Linked DNA regions of Hordeum vulgare: region 2 is linked to region 1. A link is a contact called in public HiChIP or PLAC-seq data. All regions are on one chromosome and are shown on one strand. Each heading gives the region's core, a stretch centred on a gene start, on an enhancer-like site or on the middle of the called end of the contact. The rest is flanking DNA. Distances are from core to core; before and after follow the strand shown.

Region 1 (6,600 bases), core at 1,774-4,273:
AGTGCATATAGATAGCACTTGTTTTACAATGTGTCAATCTAGACAAAAAATAGAAATTGATGATGGGCTCACATATTTGATTGGATTGAGCTGCAATTTGGAGAAGGATAATAATTTGGGCATATGAAGGCATTGTAAAAATTTCATACCATTTGGATAAGTAAAAACGGGTACTTCCTTCACAATGCTCTCCACTGAACAGAAAATTAGGAAAAATATTGAGGGAAATTGGATAAAGTAAATGAGCTAAAATTTGATGGAGGGAGGTTCTATGGGCAGGATCATATCCTCGTAAATTTTCAGCAATATAAAATATAGTTGCTTCAGTGACTGAAAATATTACCAGAAACAAATAAGATTGTATTGTGAGCTCACATGGATTGTTTATATATGTTTAACATTTTTTAAATACATGATTATCATCTTTTCATATATTCCCAACAACAAACATCTTTTCATACATAGTTTTGATGTCTATATTTGGTTTTACACATTGTACATTTTTTGTATACATATAAAAAGGAGGTGGCCTTAAGTACCAATGCATCCATGTTACAAACTCATGACCATTTATATTGGTCGTATTCAGGTAGAAATAAGGTCGTCGACCATTGTTGTCTTCTTTATGACCATTTGGTGTAAGGCAATTTCAGGGTTTGATCCTTCCTAGCGAAATAGCCGTGGATTTAAGCTGGGGTGAGTAAGAGAAGGTCACAAGTTGACATATCTCTTGTAGTGGCGGGGAGATCGATTGCATTACCTGTTCTCCGAGCCGGGGAATTGTTTTCCTTTTTTTTTACTATGTGTAGGTCTCGACTCCTGCATTTGTTTTTTATGTAATATCCTAACAGAACGGTCATAGTGTGATGGCCTATTCGCCACATGTGACGAGGTCACTCAAGAAATTCCTGAAAGTGGTCTATGATTTTCTCAGATATTTTCTCCTTTGGCGGCGGGGGCGGATTCGTGCAAAATGGGCTTTCACTTCGAAAGCCATGACCTCGTCCAGTTCCTCGTTAGTCATATCATAAGATAACTTATTTTTGGCAACAGGCTCTTTAGCTTTCTTCTGAACATGATTAGTCGTCGAGGAAGCGGCGGTCTTCCGCTTTTGGCCCTACTAGGACATAGGGGGTGGAGTTGGTTGAGGCAGTGGAGATTGACGTGGAGTCGTGCTGGGCTCCATGATATCGACGTGGGGTGGAGTCGGCTCACGTGGGAGAGATCGAGGTGTATTGCTACTCGGAGGAGTCGGTGGCCTTGGCGCCGAGTTTGGAAACACGATGCATTCCTTTCTCCAAAAAATGACACAATGTGCGACATCTCCTAGTCTCTCCTCCCCTTCACCTTGAGGAATGTCAAGCTCTAGTGACTCATATCCTAGCAGAACTTAATCCAGCACGACTTTAGCATAGTAAGCTGGAATCAGATTGCCATGGTTGGTTGCTCCACGTGCACTTGGTATAGCAAAGCCGACAGCCACCTTCATAGATATGTTCCCCATTTTCCGGTGTAGCTCACAACTTGTCCTCTCTTTGATATCATCCACGGGGTAGCGAGCCAGCAGTGCATCATCGGCCAGGACCCCCATGGAACCCATGCTCCTTTTCCGCATAGATGGGACGACAGTATCATCGAATGCTAGATCCGCTTGCTCCTGCCGCGAAGATGCCCTTTGTTGGCTAATTGTGTCCAGTTGCTCCTGTTGGCGCTTTACTATGCGGTATAACTCTTCATTACTTATTTCTACTCTGTGAATACGGTCTGCATCCTGCTTCTTTTTTCCTCTGATGGCTTCTATAGGTGTTCTTCCACTCCGAAAACCTCTGAACCCACGAAACAACGCCTTTTCCTGGTGTTCGTCCTCCGTGTTCAGGTTTCCCAGGGCACGTGTAAGTTCGTCGTTCTCTCTCTCTCGAGTTGAAACACCCCATTTTAAGCAACTTCTACTGTCTTAATTATAGCGCACGAGGCTTTTCTAAGACATGCCTTTGCAAAATCCAACAAATCCAACAAACATCCATGATGAACCGACTACAAAATGGAGTTGAAACCCTCGCTTGGACCTTTACTTCGGGTTGTCACACAACCGGGACTAAAGATGATCCTTTAGTCCCGAATCTATAGCCCCGATAGGCCCAACCGGGACTAAAGGATCATACCTTTAGTTCCGACTCTATATTCCCGGTCTGCCCAACCGGGACTAAAGGGGGTTGAGAACCGGGACTACATGTCCTTTTTCTACTAGTATAATCCAACAAATCCAACAAACATCCATGATAAACCGACTACAAAATGGAGTTGAAACCCTCGTTTGGTGCTTGCTATGTGTTTCATCTTAAGATTTTTGTTTTTTGAACATATCATTTGGACGGTTATTTGTAGCATACGTGGCAAAGCTATGTGTGATGTGATAGAAGTAGAAAAAGAAACGGAATTACGTACCTTTAGGTGAGCAGGCTAGACGTACGCACTTACGATAACTTTAGATGAGAAGGTTAAACGCTACGCAATTATCATAAGTGGACAGGCTAAATCAGGAGCCTTTAGATGAACAGGCTAGACATGCGCATCTATAATAACTTTAGGCGAGCAGGGCGTTAGACGCTACGCAGCTATCATAGATGGGCAAGCTAAATCACGTGACAGACAGAGAGGTAGTCCACGCGCACTCAGGACCAGATGATCGCATGCGATCAAGCGGCACTCACGCGGCTGACTAACAAGGAAATCATCCGACTGATTACAGTCGTTCTCCTTTCTATATTTGTCTCTTTGTTCGCCTCTGCTTTGGAGTCGATCGTGGTAACCTTGAAGCCCCTGGAGTAAGGTAACCGTGGGTGACACCTTTTATTTTGAGACAAAGGAGGCACTTTTATTGAACTTGGGACTCGGGATGTGGGCCCCTTCTGTCACCAATTTCTGGGCTTTTACGGGCCTGTCCTGGGCCCTCTCGATGCAGGCCCACGCGGGGACAGAAAAAGGCCCAGCACCGCGTCTGGTCACTCGACCCGGATCGGACCGCTTCCCCGCACACACGGGAAAGTAGCTGCTTTCTCTCTCTCTCGTGCGGCGGCGGCGGCGTCCCGGCGGCCGGCGGCGCTCCAAGCAAGGTGACTCCTGCACCCACTCCCCCCCCCTCTCTATCCCTGTCTCGGGTCTAGCTTAAGCTCCCCTCCTACCAGTTTCCCCTCCTACCAGTTTCTCTCTATCCCCCCTCTTCCCTCCCCTTCTCCCTACTCCCGACTTCCCTAATCGCGGCGGCGGCGGGGGCGGCGACCTCCCCCTTCACGGCGATCATATTCACGGAGGCGGAGACCTGCAGGCAAGCTCTCCTCCCTCCCCCCTTCTCCGAGGAGCTGCCCCCCTCCCCCTCGCCCTGCCGCGGCTCTTCATCTCGTTCTCTGACGGCGCCCCCACCTGCTGCTGCTCCCCGCGTATGGCGCCACCCGCTTCTGCCCGCAGGCCTCTCTTGCCCCACGCGCGGCTGCTCCTGTTTCTGCTCGCTTTTGCTCCCAATTCATGGAGATATATGCGCCATGTGCGAATCTAGTTGCTGGATGGTGCCATACACCATAGTGCCTTGTCCCAGTGGACAATTTTAGGAAGCACTTAAATTCAAAGCTCTGTCCATTAATCCATTATGCTGTTATATATAAATTGCTGCTCGAATTGTTGTCTCCAATAACTGAGCCTCGTACCATGGCCTCAGTGGTACTATCTGGCAGTTCCTGAAACTGCAAATGGAGCAAAACGTTAGTCAATATTATAACATACTACTAGTATGATAGCAAAAGTTTAAATCGAACCTCTGTTCCTCTGTTTCTCTGTGCATGATTAATTGACTCGTAGGGGGCTTGCCAACCGTTCCCAGCCTAAAAATGGCGATTTCCGTTACAATCTGGTTAGAAAATTTAGCAAACCGACAAGGCTGACTGAATACTTGCGTCCATAAGATTGGTCAATTAATTTTTGAAGTTTGGTCAGTGGACTAATCCATGTGTAAAACCGTTCCTTTTCCGTGCCCTGTTGTAGGACTTAACTTTTCTGCTTTTCTTTTAAAGATGGACGCCACAGCCCTTCAACATGAAAACCAGAAGCTGGTGCAGCAATTGGAAGCGCAGAAGTCTGAAATGCATGTGTTGGAAGCTAAGTTCAAGGAGTTGAGGAATGAACAATCTTCTTACGACAACACTCTGATTTCCCTGGATAAGACGTGGAATCAGGTTCTTTCCTCCGAGTCTCGTGTAAACTCTGTTTTATGGTTCTTTTCCGGCTCGTAATGTTTCTTACTAATATATGTTAATTATAGCTTGTTGATGATTTAATCCTGCTTGGAGTTAGATTTGGTGGCGGCTTGAACAATTTGCCTGCACTTGACCATGAAGAGTTGTCAGAAGGTTGCTGGCTGATTTGTTTATAGCTGTTAAATAAATGTTGCTTTCTGAGATGTTCTATTTTGTTTCAGTAGCGATGTTGCCTTAGCTGATTGTGTGTTCCTTTTCATTGCTCAGAATCTATCGAGTCGTGTCCTTCCGAGGAGATTTTTCTCTTCATGCTCTTGAAGTCCAACAATTATGGAAAAAAGGATGACAATAGCTTCTTGGAATTCGCTGAAGAAGCTCTTGCTTTGCGCCGTTCGGCAACTCTTGCTCTGATGAGGTCCCTTCAAGAGGCTATTGCTGCACAACAGGCTAGAAGTGAACATTTGTCATTAGCTTTAAATGGAGAGAAGTCAAATGAAGGTAAAGACAAAAAGTAATATCTGGCTTTTCCCCTCCATTTCTTTGCAGTACACCTACATTATTTGCTAATTACCCATCTGCTTGAACTTTCATTATTTAATTTAGATGTTGTTGTTGCCCTTCAAAACCATAATGATCACTTGAAAGAGGTTGTTGGCAATGTCCGTGAAGCTATTTCCATCGTCAATGAGAAGCATAAAAGGTATCTGGATGAGATTGAGGCTTTCAAAAGCAGCTACTCAAAAGAATTGCAGGAAATCAAGCATCTTTCAGGTGTTAAAAAATGTCACTCCTTTCCTCATTTGGTACATTTGTTAAATTTTTGTCTCGTGTGCATATCTGGGCATTCATAGTTATTATCTTCCCCGTAGTTACCAGATTCACTAAACCACCCTCCGAAGCCCAAACCCCAATCTCGATCCCAATCTCGATTGGGGTTTGAGTTCGGTACCAATCGGTAAGGATCATACCTGGCCAAACGGGCGGCCCGGCACGGCACGAGCACGGCCCGCCGAGGCTAGTTTAGTAATCGGGCCGTGCCGTGCCAGCCCATGGGCTGCGCCTCCAGGCCCAGGCACGGCCCGGTTACTAAACGGGCCGTCCTGTTGACCCGTTTAACACGATGTGCCGCATATGTTTAGCTTCGTGGGCTTATTTTTAAGCCTATTGGGCTGTATATTGTATACATATATATTAAAAAAAGTTAGAAATATATATAAAAAAATAAACGGGCCGTGCCGTGCCGGCCCGCGTGCCCAGCCTCCAGGCCTAGGCACGATTAAAGCGTGCTGGGCCGGGCCCGTCTCGTGCCAGGCCGATGTGCCTGCGGGCCGGCCCGATTGACCGGGCCCGTTTGGCCAGGTATGGTAAGGATGCGGTGACCGATCGTTCAGGTGGACCATTAGATCCCCACCAAGGAGGTTGAGAGAAAAATGGAAGGAATTGCCATGCAGCTATCTCATGTCGAGTAGATCGAGTTGAACGTCACCATTGGGTGCGTGTAGGTTGGCATGGTATGGGCTGCAGCTGAACCAATAGCCATGAACCATGTGTGGATGTGGTGAGGAAGATGGCGGATAGAATCCCTAAGGAAAGCTTTTTGCAAGCAGATAAAAGAAACTGGAGGGGTGGCCATACTTGTCAGGGTAGGCAGTCACGATGCTTATTAGGGATGGGAGTAGGTAGTTGGGACCCGGGATCGTTTATGGGCTGTGTGGGCTGACTAGGCCTTTTCTTGCTTTGCCTATTTTCTAATGCTTCTGTGTGCAGAACCGTGTGCTACTTTAGTGTTTGTGCCTAAAGATCTAGTGTTTAGAACCGCAACCTCTGATTTGCCGAACCCCCATCCCTTATTTGCCGAACCCAGATCTCTGATTTGCCGAACCCAACCTTCGATTCGCCGAACCCTGATCTCTGATTTGCCGAACCCGACCTTCGATTCACCAAACCCTGATCTCTGATTTGCCAAATCCGACCTTCTATTCGCCGAACCCCGATCTCTGATTTGCGGAACACGATCCCGATTCGCGAATCAGAGATGTACAAAGTCTAGTGAATCCGATACGGGCTAAGGTAGCGAATCGTGAAGCTGAATAGCAAATCGCGAATCAGGTAACAATACACAAATGCATTTGGCTTAATTTTAAAACATACCATTTCCTTCTGTCATCTGGATGATTATTAGGATCCCCCCGCCCCCCTTTTTCTGAAACAAAGCACTGCTCTGTTGGTAAGGTGCACAAATGTGCAGCCAGCCCACCCGCATCCTAGTCTCGGCTCGCACGCGTGGTGCTCAAGGTTGCCTCTTCTATTAAAAAATACCGCCAAGGACTAGTCCTGGCTGGCCCCTTTTTTT
Region 2 (6,600 bases), core at 2,722-5,221, 440 kb after region 1:
CGGTTGCCAAAATGGAATACAGTAAGCCATGCCCAATGTACATTCAAAAATGTTCTTGTACCATGAAAAACATGATAAAACAAATTAATTCTAACATAATAGACTTTATCATGTTTTTTCACGGTACAAGAACATTTTGTATGAATTAGATAAACACATTTTTTTCCCGTAAGTACGTAACACATTTACAAAAGATTTTCTCATGTCTATACAGAGCAACTGGTGCATGTCCACGAGAAGCAAATAATGTTATTTTGAATGTATACTGGGCATGGCTTACTGTATTTCCTTTTGGCAACTTGTACCAACATTTCCATCTGTTTTTTAACGTAGTATGTTCCTTCTATTCTAGCCCAATTTTGAAAAAAACTAACAAACAAATTAAACCTTATTCTCCATGGTCTTCCTCCTTTCGGTTTCATTTCCTTTGATAATTTTTTAAATACACTTCATGTTTTTTCATAGGTTTCAGTTAAGGATGCTCATGTAATTGCTCTAGAAGAACTGCTAACCTTGCATGGAAAATCAGAAAATTCAGTTAAAATGCTCGCTTAATTGCTCTAGAAGAGCTGCAACATTGGACCGATAATATAAAAGAAACCAGTTAAGGCAGCTCATGCAACTGCTGTAGAAGAAGAGCTTCAGCTCTTCACTGGTTTAAGATAGCAGATACACTGGGATAAGTTGATCCAGGTGGTGACTTGTATACTGAATAATCAGGGTAACCTGTAACCACACACTTCAAAAATATTTTTGTCTCAAGTGGGTACATTTATCACACACACGTAGATGTCAGACAAGGGCAAGCATGCAAAAGGCAATTGAGAGTAGCCTGCAACTCTGCAAGACGGCCTTGCACCGGTTACAGCGAAAAAAGAGCAACACTGGGACCTGAGCCTGACCATGATAGAGATGCTCCGAGACAACGAAATACCTAACCAGATGCAATGGCACATGCCGAAAATGATTTCCAACAGAACATTCGACTGGTAAGTTTGCCAGTATAATGCAACCATTCCGTTCAATATTAAACAGCAGTGCTAGATACAAGCTCATCTAATAATCAGGAGAAGCTAACAACTGAACAAACTGAGAGGATGGTCTGCCCCCATTTAATCCTCAGCTTCAGCAATACAAAGAAACAGGGAACCAGTGTATATTGGCTAAACAATTAGTACTCCCTCCGGTCCTTTTTAGTCTGCACATTAGCTTTGTCCAAAGTCAAAGTATCTCTACTTTGACCAAATTTATAGAAACATGTACTCCCTCCGTCCCAAAATAACTGTCTTAAGCTTAGTATAAATTTGTACTAGAGTTGGTACAAAGTTGAGACACTTATTTTGGGACGGAGGAAGTATCAACATTCACAATGTCAAATTAATATTGTTAGATTCATTATGAAAGGTAGTTTCATGATACGTATATTTGGTATTGTAGATGTTGATATTTTTCAATATATATTTGATCAAACTTTGTAAAGTTTGACTTGACCCAAATCTAATATGCGGAGTAAAAAGGACCGGAGGGAGTACGAAGGAAACCACTGGATAATTCTTCAGTACAGAGAAATAGAGGCATGAAGCAAATGAATTAGCAACTTCTTAAAGGCTGACCACAGCGACTTCACAATTTTAGCATAAACATGCTAGCTGCTTCAAACCTAAAGGATATTCAGACAAGTATAAATTTCACGCAACCATGAAACAGAGATTCTTGATCATAACTTTTATGTACATAAAAAATAAACCAACCAGCTCATAGTGTACCAAATTCATACACATTTGCCCGGGTCACTGAAAAAAGGGCATGACTGGCAGTTACATTGATTAAAGGGGAACGGTGTTGAGCCTGACCATGATAAACCTTTCTTCTGCCCATCAGTACAACATTTCTTGAGCTTATGTTAAGATCAAACATCACATAAAGCATTGATTCCTTCAAAACGATGCAACACAAGGGCAGAGGTGTAACGTTTCAATACCTAACCAGATACAATGGAATCATGAATAAAAATGAACTGCACCAGAACATTACTTGAAAGTTGACTATAATGCAATCATTCAGTGGACCCAATTCATATGCATTGTGCATGTCATAGCAAAAAAAAATATGGCTGGTAGTCTAAAGGGGAACACAATCTGGACCTGAGCCTGACCATGATAAATCTTTCTTCCGCTCAACAGTACCAAGTTTCATTTCTCGAGCATATGTAAGATTGAACGTCACATGAACCATTGGTTCCTTAAAAATGGCTAGCAACAAAGGCGCTATAATATGTTTCAATACCTATCCAGAAGTCCAGAATTATAATGCAATCTTCAATTTAACTAGCACTCCAAACTCTTGTAAAGAATCAGGTGCAACTTGCAAGCCGACAAGGGGAATAATCTGTCAATTTTTCAGTTCAACAAACAGATACAAGAGGCAGCTAGATTACCAACTATTGACCACTATAAAGACCACAATATAATATAAACAAAAATAGTGTAGTCCATTGTTCGGTTCAAGAGAACAGAAACATGAGTCAGCGCAATTAGAAACCATTTCAAACAGTGCAAATGATTTGTAATTTTAGCATCAACACTAGGAAGCCACTTCAGCACAAAAGGATGTTCAACGAAACATAACGCATAATGTAACAGTCAAAGCTTCTTGATCAGAACTTCTTATACATCAAAAAAGAAGCTAGCAGGCTCATAGCAGATTCAGTTAATACGTACTGCAGCTCATGTGGATATAGATAGCTAGGCCGTTAAGCAGCAGCACCACACTCAACTGCCCTCAGATCAGATGAAATGCTAATGTTCGCAAAATAATCATCTGGTCAAAGGAAAGGCAAAGAGTTCACAACGTAACCTTCTAGTTCCGGAAACAATGTATGTGGAACTAGAGTTTGTTTGAGCTGATGTCGTGGAGGACCTAGGACTCTGCGATGGAAACTGGCAACCAGCTTGCCATCCACGTCAATCTGAAGTAGCCGGTCGTCAACTTTGACTAGCACAAGCACATGACCATCTGGAGAGACGACCACCACCCACCAATGTATGCTAAAGTTTCCAAACTCTGCAACCGGCAATTCAACCCGGTATTTCAAGGCCCAGACCTCGCTTTCGTAGTCCTGCGTCCTCCATATATCAATGGATGTCGTCGCTTCGTTGCAGATGGACATTCCAAGCATTCCATCCATCTCAAACAGGTCAGCTCCACAAGGATCAACTGGAGGGCGCATCTCACGGAACGACTCAGCCGTGGTGTTGAATGCAATTATCATGTTGCCTATGCACAAATGCAGGCTGCCATGGAACAGGGCAGATCCGGAGGGGTATATCAGATCCTCTTCCGCCACAGCGGGGCAGTCTATGTCTACGTGCCTGGGGGGCTCGCCGGAGCCTAATGTGTAGACAAAGCAGCCATCTTGAGCCTCAGGTCCCAGCAATAGCCGGTACTCGCCGTCGCCGTGCGGGTACATCCCCAAGAAAATGAAGCCAGAAAGCAGCGGGAGGGGAGCATACTGACGAGTTGCCGGGTTGCAGATGGAGAAGCGGGCGTAGTTCTTGGCGAGGACGACGAGGCCGTCGCAGGAGGCCAGCGGACGGAAGAAGGCGTGCCCAAGCCGTGCGACGGTCTGGAGCTGGTCGGCGGCGGCGACCCCTGCCCGGTGGTCGAAGGAGATGATGTCTAGGGAGTCGACCTCGTCGCCGACAAAGTTGAAGCAGTGGAGGAAGAGGAGGGTGGGCTGACGGTCGTGATGGGCGAGGAGGAAGTCGCGGGCAGATGTGGCGGCGCGCCAGGCGCGGCAGACGGCGCGGCAGCGGAGGAGGGCTTTCGGGGGCAGGCGGACGAGGATCTCCCAGATGAAGATCTCGTCCGGGAGGCCATGGTGTGGAGGAGGCGATACTGCTGCACTTGCGGCCGCCGCCATGGCCGCCGGCAAGGAGCTCTGGAGACTGGAATCTGGATCCGCGGTGGACTGTGACGGAGATGTTGGTCTTTCTTGCGGTTGCATTTGGGCTGAGATGGGCTCATTCTGAAATAATCTGGGCATGTCCTGGACTGTGTCAGAACCATGCACGCATTTGGGCTGAGATTTGTGGACAGCATTGGATTTTGAGAAGTTTTCAGTTTTATATAATGGATTTCCTACATTTACACCTAACAAGAAGACATCCACACATTTAAGTTTTCGTATATCACACAAACTAAAAACAGTAATAATTAACTTTAAAAATATGTAGCGCAAGCCCACATGTACATGTGGGATGGTTTTTCAAATTTCTAAACTTCTTAAAATGATTACTTTTGATAAATTTCATGCATTACAGAGCCCAAGAATCCAAGGTACCGGTCCTCTAGGATCATTTTGAGAGGCAATACTCTCTCCTATCGGGTTTGTAAGTTTCATAGATATTTCAAAGAAAGCTTTGATCATTAATATGGTCAATAAAAAATTATGTGAATGACTTTTTTTGCGGCAAAGTATTGTGCGCATGTCAAAGAGTTGTATCAATATATTCACAATTAAATCGTATATTTTTTGTTGAATATAACTCATATTTGTTTGACTACATTAATGGTCAAAGTTTTTATCAAAATCTATGCAATACTTACAAACCAATGTGGATGGAGTATTAAACATTATTCTTTCTTCTCTATAATAGAAGAAGCTCTTTGATTTTTCATTGTTGTCTAATGCATGTTTTTTTCTACCATAATTATCACTTATAAAATGCCATCATAATTAATAAAAGGAGAAATTATATGAAAAAAATTGGAAGACAAATAAAGCGATATGATATGTCCATTCCATATGTCAAGATGGCAATGGGCTGGGCTCGGTTTCGGTTGACGAATCTCAAGTTCATACCCAGATCCAAGAAACATTCACTACCCGTCCATGAAAGAATTCATGGGCGGAAAATTATGGCCATGTCCAAACCCGATGGATATCGATTGTGTTCTCTCAATACGTATACATACGACATTGAAGAACATTCACATAAACTCTCAAATGCTCACAAAATGACATAGCAGAAGTGCACAACATCAAATAAGCTCTTGAATTCTCACAAAGTGACAAAGGATAAGTGCACATCACCAAATAAGCTCTCAAATTCCCACAAAATGATATAACATCAAATGAGAATAGTAAACAATTCTTGGTCCTCACAAAATGACATAGCGATAAATCGAAATCATTTCCCAATCTCAATTTTTTTTTTGCAAAATGGCATACCACAACTTCTAAGAAGCACAACTCATTACAAGTAAAGAAATAGATAGTTTTTGGCACCGTCTTCCATTCTTCATAGTAATGTTCTAGGCATCTTCTTCGAGGCTTTAGTTATGACAGACTCACGACTCACCCTTAAAGTGACCAGAAAAAGCAAAGAGTGCGGACCATATGTTCGACTTCTAGTGAGGAGATGATGGGTGAACATTCAAGAAGAGGGCTCCTTTTTCATTCATGGAGATGTGGGTACCTGGCCCTACAATCGATAAGGCCAATGCTCCCTCAAGCAAGCATGCTTGTGAGCAAGATGAGAGCCGCGTTTGAGTCCATAATTGTGCGGCATTTGTGGAGAAATGATGGATGAGTTTCGGGAGGATTGGGGAGCGATAATGGAGCCTAGAGGGAAACTTGAAGTACGTGCTTGCCCAGGATGCAATGGTGGCCATATCGCTCAAGAAGGCATGAGGGTCAAATAACTCGCACTGTCGATCACTATGGGAATATCTCATGTGTTAGCCATCTCCCTGAGGTTCTTCAACTCTTGGCACATCAATGGACATTCTACTGCAAGCTTGTTTTATTATCTGTGTTCCATAACAAGTTTGGGAATGTAAATGTATACATTTTTATGCTACTATCGCTATCTTGCATCTGTTTGATGTAGGCCTGATGTTTTCGTGCCTTAACTTTGTGTTTCAGCCTATTCTAATTTTACCCGTAGCAACACTTTGGGTGTTCGAATTTATTTTATCCATAGCAATACGAATGTACTTAGCTAGATTATAAAGAAATCTCCAAGTTCCTCTTTTCCTTTTTGCCATTTTATGTTCCTTCCGAACGCAATATCTTAAGGGGTTCTCGCAAAGTACAAAAAAACTCAAGTTTAAGCTCTCATCTTTTTTTTAAAGGTGCAATATAATAATATTAAGATGATACCAATAACGCCCAACTTCTGCAATGACACATTAGGCTGGCCATAGTGCGGGTATCATAGCTAGTAACATTGTCTTGGTACTAGCAAACATGGTAATGTGGCAAGTAATTAAATAAGAGAGAGATGGTTATAGTAACATATGTAGATACCGTATCGTGTTAAATGCCATGCTACTATGTGTCATGCATGTCAATAAATGAGAACACTTATGATACTAGTTTATGATACTATGCACTATGAAGGTAGTATCATACAAGAGTAACATATGCATGATACTACTATGTGTTACTCCCACTATGAGCAGCCTTAAGAAGACTTAGTCGAGCCCAATGGCAAAGCTACGTTGGGGTCAACCTCTACTATGACCCGCCCTGCCTAGCTGCAAAATTGCCAAACTAGCCTGCCAAGTGGTCTGGCCCATCTCTTATCCACGATT

Evidence for each region. HiChIP or PLAC-seq counts read pairs in DNA pulled down with a chosen protein or histone mark.
Region 2: a contact with region 1 is called in an H3K4me3 HiChIP or PLAC-seq map of embryo, with 4 times the contacts expected there. The contact joins the promoter of LOC123440859 here to the promoter of LOC123445404 in region 1. A contact is called at or near these places in 2 of 6 Hi-C or Micro-C datasets (leaf and seedling) and 1 of 1 datasets of contacts at active chromatin or transcription factors (embryo).

What each region holds. Positions count from the first base shown.
Region 1 is chr3H:588,027,601-588,034,200 of MorexV3_pseudomolecules_assembly, forward strand. It overlaps LOC123445404 (E3 ubiquitin-protein ligase BRE1-like 2), which reads left to right and starts at 3,024. Exons shown (of 19, transcript XM_045122380.1): 1 at 3,024-3,113; 2 at 4,065-4,226; 3 at 4,313-4,400; 4 at 4,515-4,745; 5 at 4,893-5,018. The coding sequence starts at 4,065.
Region 2 is chr3H:588,462,448-588,469,047 of MorexV3_pseudomolecules_assembly, forward strand. It overlaps LOC123440859 (F-box protein CPR1-like), which reads right to left and starts at 3,972. Exons shown (of 1, transcript XM_045117402.1): 1 at 2,523-3,972. The coding sequence starts at 3,922. The coding sequence ends at 2,825.